2 separate regions of the Mus musculus genome follow, and region 2 is linked to region 1. Evidence: chromatin contacts called from public promoter capture Hi-C data. All regions are on one chromosome and are shown on one strand. The core of a region is the stretch at or near the end of the contact, and the rest is flanking DNA. Distances in the headings are between cores, read along the strand shown. Region 1 has its middle 23 kb from the start of Gm31601. Region 2 holds the start of Cpz (carboxypeptidase Z).

Evidence for each region. Promoter capture Hi-C pulls out the DNA fragments that hold promoters and counts their contacts.
Region 2: a promoter capture Hi-C map of the C10 cell line shows a contact between it and region 1, with 2.4 times the contacts expected there. The contact joins the promoter of Cpz here to the enhancer-like site in region 1. A contact is called at or near these places in 4 of 39 promoter capture datasets (the C10 cell line, hippocampal neurons, liver and 1 more) and 1 of 9 other capture datasets (liver).

Annotation. Positions count from the first base shown.
Region 1 is chr5:35,136,836-35,139,955 of GRCm38.p6, reverse strand. No RefSeq gene overlaps it. Among named protein-coding and RNA genes, the nearest start is that of Gm31601, 23 kb to the left of the region's middle. Within about 2 kb of position 1,670, at least 44 of the 459 cell types and tissues checked have an H3K27ac peak or open chromatin away from gene starts, as enhancers often do. A contact at or near this core is called in hippocampal neurons, where this site is marked.
Region 2 is chr5:35,524,095-35,527,556 of GRCm38.p6, reverse strand. It overlaps Cpz (carboxypeptidase Z), which reads left to right and starts at 1,931. Exons shown (of 11, transcript NM_153107.2): 1 at 1,931-2,124. The coding sequence starts at 2,022.

The DNA.
Region 1 (3,120 bases), core at 421-2,920:
CAGCCCATTCACCTCTCCTTTCAGGGCTTCTGCACATGGATTCCAGCTGTGTCTCTATTTACTAGTGCCACCATGCCTCTGTGGTGTCCCAGAAGGAGAAGAAATAGAGAAGGGAGCTGAAGAACTATCCTAAAGAGTCATGACTAACGTTTGCCAAGCTGGTGACAGACACCAGATCACAGAGCCAAGAAACCAGAGAGCCCCAACAAGGATAAAATACCAAGAAAATGGTGGCTTGCCTGCACGTGTTTTCAAACCACTGAAAACCACAAGCAGAAAATCCTTGAGGCAGACGGTGGGAAAGACCAGGCTATCGACAGAGAAGCCAATACAAGACTTTACAGATCTCTTGTCACCAACTATGCAAGCAAACACAAAAGATAAACCAACAAAAGCTGGGGGTGGTCATCATCTGAAGACCCACTCCATGGGAAACGCTTCTGTCCTCCAGACAGAGGAGATGCTGAGTGGAAACACTAGGAACTGAAAGTACTGGAGAAGACAGAATCATGCCGTAAAACCAATCCATGGTTTGTTTCAATTTCAGGCTCTATGTTTACAGCAGAGGTCACACTGTATGCATGGGGACAAGGACAGCAGCAAGGAGGCCCCATTGCTACCCAAGGAGAGACATGATACCCTTTTGATTGTCTGCATGAAACCTGTGCAAGATGGGCCCTGTTGATCCCAGGATTCTCCATGAGGGTCTGTTGGCCAATATTGGTTGCTGGGAGAAAGAGAGACATTTTATATAGAAGAGTAGCTACTGGCAAAGTGCCATGTTCCTGAAAAGTAACTGATTAAACTCACTGGGGTGGGGGTGGGAACTGACATGAAAGTAGAAGGCAGTCTACTTGGGAAAAGGGATAAGAGGGGCGGGCATCAAAATGTATCCATAGATGCGTGATAATATCATAATGAAGGCCATTGTTGTGAATAATCAATATATACTAATAAAGACATTGTAAGTAAGCATCACAGAGGAAAAGGGACAGATTTTAATCTGGAGCTTTCAGTCTGGAAGAAATGGGGCTATTCTTAGCTAAAAGACACTAAAAAGGTACACCAGTGGCTAGTGTGTAACTCTTGACCACATGGGGGCATGAATTTCAGGCACTCGTAATCTGGAAGGCTATCATATGAGCTCAAAGAATTCCCTGTTAGCCTGCTTGGGTATGGAAATGGGTCTGGGTTCTGTGGGGCACGATCTTGCTTTTAACAGAGGAGAACTGAAGGCTTATGTTACCAAGTGCTACGGTGCCTGAAATGTACGGTGGCGTGCTCTGCAAGACTCCAGGGAGGGCAAGGCTGCTTCCTATCACTAGCGGAACCTGGGGCGAGGAGAAGATTGGTGCTGCTATGTTTCTCCACCGTGTTCCACCAGCATGACAATTTTCATAATTAAGAAAAATCCCGATTTTCCATAGAACAAATTTCCAGGAGGCTCAGCCATCTGGCACATAGGCATACGCCCAAAAGCAAGCAAGAGGACTGCTGAGCAGCCAGTCATGCCGCCACAGCGCCTGCCCGGCAGGCTGCGAGCCCGTGATGGGTACTTATTGATGGAACCTAGCATCCGCTCCTCTTCCATCTGCTCTGACTTCCATGAAGAGATCTGTGTGGCTTAGGAGAGGCTGACTCCACCCCACCTGGAACATTCCGTGCCTCTGACCAGAGACTCAAGGACACTGTGTATTCTGAGCCAGCCCAGTCACTTCAGTCTGAGCATGAATGAAGTCCCAGTCACCCCGGCAGGTCCTGGCAAACAGCCAGGGAACACAAGGGCCTGATAAAGCTGAACCCCACACAAAAAAGTGGAGCCCAAGGGCACCTTGGGAGCTCTGAGCATGTGTCACCTAAAACCAGCATCAAGTCGCTTATTAATCTGTGGCAGAAGTTGACAGAGTCACAAAATGATGACATGAGGCCCTCTGAGTCTGTAGGATGTGCCTGCCAACCCTCACTGGCAGGCACAGAGCAGGAGACTGTGTTACATGTGACACACACACACACACACACACACACACACACACACACACACAGCTACTCTAAAATAACTTGCTACTCTGAAATCACTTCCTAAGATTCAGGAGCATGGACCCTGCAAATGAAGAGTTGAAAGGGCAGCTGCAGGCAGGCACACCACCGCCACCACCACTGCCACCGCCAGCATCCACCAGCAAGCACTGACGGCACGCGAGCAGATGGACTCCTGGCGAGGGAGGAAGCCCAGATGCCTGGCCACATGCAGAACTGGGGAAATGCAAATTAAAGCCACAACAAGACGCCTCTTTACGCCCACTGGCTGGCAGAACCCCCAAACTAGGATAATATCAAGTGCTGGCAAAGACATCCAACCCCAAGAATGCTTCCACGTTGCTGCGGTGGGGAGGGGTGTATGGAATACTCTACGACAACAACAATGCACGTGTAAGGGCATGTGCATCCATGTGCACATGGGTATGGATCTGTACATGTGTTTATACACACTATGTGTTGCATGTATGTGTACATCTGTAAACATGCTGATTAAGTGTGATTATGCTGTGTATATGGATGTGTCTGCACTTGTGTGTATTAACACATAGGTAGGTAAGTATCAGGAGTATGTGTATACAAGGAGACATAGGCACGTGTATGTGCATTTTTGTTAGTGTCATGAGCATGTGTAAAGAAATAGATAGAGGCATGTGTATGTGCAAGTGTAGTCATAAGTATGCATATATGTGTATATATGCACATGTCTCTGTACAGATGTGGCAAAGCTCCAGCAATGTACACACACAGAGAGATGCGAGCATAGACATACACACACACACACACACACACACACACACACACACACATTCGAGTGCACTAATAGATAATTTTTAAAGTTATCGTAAGGTGGCTTCAATGGGTAAAGGTGCTTGCAGGGCTAGCCTATCTGAATTCCACCCCCAGAACCCGTGCAAAAGTGGAAGGCAAGCCAGGTAGGATGGCACAGGCCTTTAATCCCAGCGCTCAGAAGGCAGAGGTGGGATGACCACTGTACTGTGCGTTCCCAGGCCAGTCTGGTATACACAGTGAGAGACCCTGTCTCAAAACAAACAAACAACTAAACAAACAAAGCAGATGGTA
Region 2 (3,462 bases), core at 682-3,181, 390 kb before region 1:
GGTCAAAGGTAGGAGCTTGGGAGGCTAGTGGGCAGACATAAGTTGCCGCAGACCCTCAGGGTCCCTTTGTCTGCGTGGAATGGGTCTCTGGGCAAAGCATCGGTAGAGTGACAGACAGACCAACATGAGAGATTGTGTAGAATCTGAATGTATTCTCACAAAGTGAACATCAGTCTTATATAGTACAGAAAATACAAGGGGTCAGAAGTCACAGCAGGCAAGGTACATTGAAGTTACCTGATACAAAACAAAGGAATGACTACAAAGGGACTTACAGGAACCAGGTAAATGTTTACAGTAAAGATAAAGCAGTCCTGCCTAGGGTCGCTTAGTGACAGGTAAGGATTTCACATTCTAGTGTTATACCTTTGAACCTTGTGAAGGCTAGCACCAGGGGGTACTGCTCTTGGCAGACCTCAAGAATAATGCAATATCACAACCCCCCTAATTCCTAGGCCTTGCTAAATTCTTATATGAGTGTAACTTTTAAGTAACTGGAGAATCTTCATTTGTCAGGAGAATTCACCAACTTGCTTCTAATATGCAATGTAGCCTGTACTAAAGATTTCTATCTCAGTGGGATTCCCTGGCTCTTTTATGGTTAAAAGAGAACTCATAGTTCCATACACCAGACTAACGCGGGAATAGAGTATGAGTATGTGGGTAAATGATAACACCAAAACTCCAGGAGGTGAGTTTCTATGAAACTCTTTGCCTCATGAGTGGCTTTAGGCTTCTCAGCCTGTCAAGCGGACTGGACTGGAGGGTGTGACAATAAGTGCCCTTGCAAGGGAAAAGCTGAGCTGAGGTGGGTATGGCCCTGCTACCTTGAAGGGCTCTGACTTGAAGAGCTATGGAAGTGGACTGTGCACCCTGTGAGTAGGAGGATCTCATTCAGTGACAGACTATAACCTTTCACCCAAGGCTAAGTGGCTTGTCCACAGCCTCCAGCTATCCAGGACAGTTGATAAAGGATGCCCATGAAGGCATATGGCCCCAAATGTCATCTGGGCCAAATACTTCTACTAAGTGCTACCTTGGTGTCCCACAGGTATTGTCCCCAAGCTTGTGACATGTGCACACTGACTGGACCATAGCAGTGGGGCAGTGAGAAGGGGCTGGCAGGCAGATTTGCACAGAGCTAGACATCTGTGTCAGGGTCTGTCCTGCACCAAATGGTAAGGCCTAGAAGGAGAGCACACAGAGCTCCTGGCCATCTTTCCTTGGGTGCTGGCAGCCTTAGCGATCTACCCAGTGAGTTCTAAGTGGGGGAAGGCGAGGGCTGGGGACCAGCTGTATAGGAGTCTCTAGAGTTTGGTCACCAGTGGGCTGTTGCCTCCCCACCTCATGACATTGCCTTCAGGCCACCTTCTGGGGTAGATGCACAATCCTTCAGGAAGGTCCTCTGAGCTAGGTCCCTGCTGGGTCCTGCAAGTGGTGGAATCAAAGTTCGGGGGACTTTTCTGGAACACAGCCCCACACAGAGGATCAGAGCACTGACAGCATCAAGGCAGGGGTGCGATGGTACCAGCACCTTGGCTCCACACGCAGCTTCCCTGGGAGAGAATCCACACAGGGGACAGGCATGAGAGACCCAGTCAACCTCATTTAGCTGGCTCTGACCAAGGCCTGGCTCACTTCCAGCTGGGGTCAGCTCTGGGCCAGGACCCATCTCTACTTCTGATGCTGTCTCCACCCGCCCACAAATCAAAGTCTTTAGGCCAAATCAGCAAGCATTTGACGACTAGCTCCCCAGAGCCTCCCATAAGAGGGCAAGTCCCTTTCTTTAGGAGGCGGAGTTCCTGGAGGGTTAGGGGGCAGGTTGGCTTTTATCTGCCTTTCCTCCTCCTCCCCGTTAGAATCCCTTCTCCAGTGTCTGGCGCTGCCGGTTGTAACCCGACTCCTGAGCCCGCTCCTCACCCCTCCCCCCCTCCTCAGCCGAAGGGCCCAGCAGCGCCTCTCGCGCTCCCCGAGTGCCACATCACTGCGCCCTCCCGCGCATCCGTGCATCTGTGCCCACCATGCCGACAATGCCGCTGCTGCTGGCCGCGCTGGCTGCGCTGGCCGTGCTGGCCCTTGCCGCGCGCCCCAGCCCCAGCTGCTCGCCTGGACCCGACCCCTCCGGTAGGGTCCCAGCCGCCCCTGTGGGTAGATTTAGATACCCCTTTCTCCAGCCACCTGGGAACTTTTCTCTCCTTGTAGGTCGCATTCTGTCACCTGGGTAGAATATCCTGAAGGTGCCACATTGAGACCTTAGCCAGTACAGAAAACTTTGCTGGGGCACTGAGCTGTCTCAGCATCTGAGCCAGAGACCCCGGGGGAGACGGTTCGGCTGCAGGCATCCAGCACCGCCACGGCAGAGCAGGCACCTGGCCTGGTGGGATCCGAAAGTAGGTCAGAGTGAGCAGGTGCCAGGACTTCAGGACAAGGCGGTCTGAGTCCCCTGTCCTTCCAGGAATGGGTAGGTGCTGGCCACAGCAGACTCCTGACTTCAAAACTCCTGGCTGCAATGAGGATAACTTTTTATTTCCGGAAGTAGCCCTGAGAAGGGTGGAATGTTTCGGCAGGGATAGGACAGGGAGAAGGAGGGACACCCAGGGATCACAACGGAGGGTCCTGAGGATGGGTTTGGAGTTCTGGACTCCGTTCTGGTGCCTCTGCCCCTCCAGAAGTTGGGCTCCAGTTTCCCTCTTATTTGGTTGGGGATACATTTAGTTCACATCCTTTATGTCTTTATCAACAACAGCCACCTGAGTCTAGTCGGAGCCCCTAGGGTCTTTGGAGCCCATGGTATCAGCTGTAGAATTTTAAGAGCTAAGATTTGTGGTCACCTGAGAGGCTGTCTGCTCCAGCTACACAATGCCTCTTTTCTTTGCCCTCAGCCTGGGGCTTCCTCCCTACCCTTGGCCTCCCCCAGCCCTCTATCCATCCTCCTGTAGGATAGACAAGTAAAATACAGGTCAGTGGGCAAGTGTGTACATGTGCAAGCATGTTTGGGCCTGTGTGCAGAGCATGGCTGTGGAGCGCTGCTAGAACTTTCAGTGGAGGGCCTTTCTCTGAACCTTTGGTATCCCAGAAAATGCATAGATTCAAAACCTGCTACAGGAAGCCTTTCCTGGCCTGCTCCGCACCAGGAGTACTAGCCCCAGCCCAAGGCTGCCTTACAGACACCCATTTCCTCACTGAGACAGGACACGCAGGTGAGCTCTGTCCCTGCCTGGGCTGAGAACCACGACACATCAGGGAATATTTCTGGAGGGAGGGACAACTTTGGGTCCAGTCTTCCTCTATAGGCACATGCATGGAAGTTTAGAAGGCTTTCAGATCTGGAAATTTCTGGGTCAGCCCGGCAACTTCCACCCAGGCTGCACGTCTAAAGGTGGCCACACACCCCACCTTCTCCCTATCTCTATGTCCCAGGGGCTTGGAGCAAGCCTGGTGGACACCTCTCAGCTCAGTCGT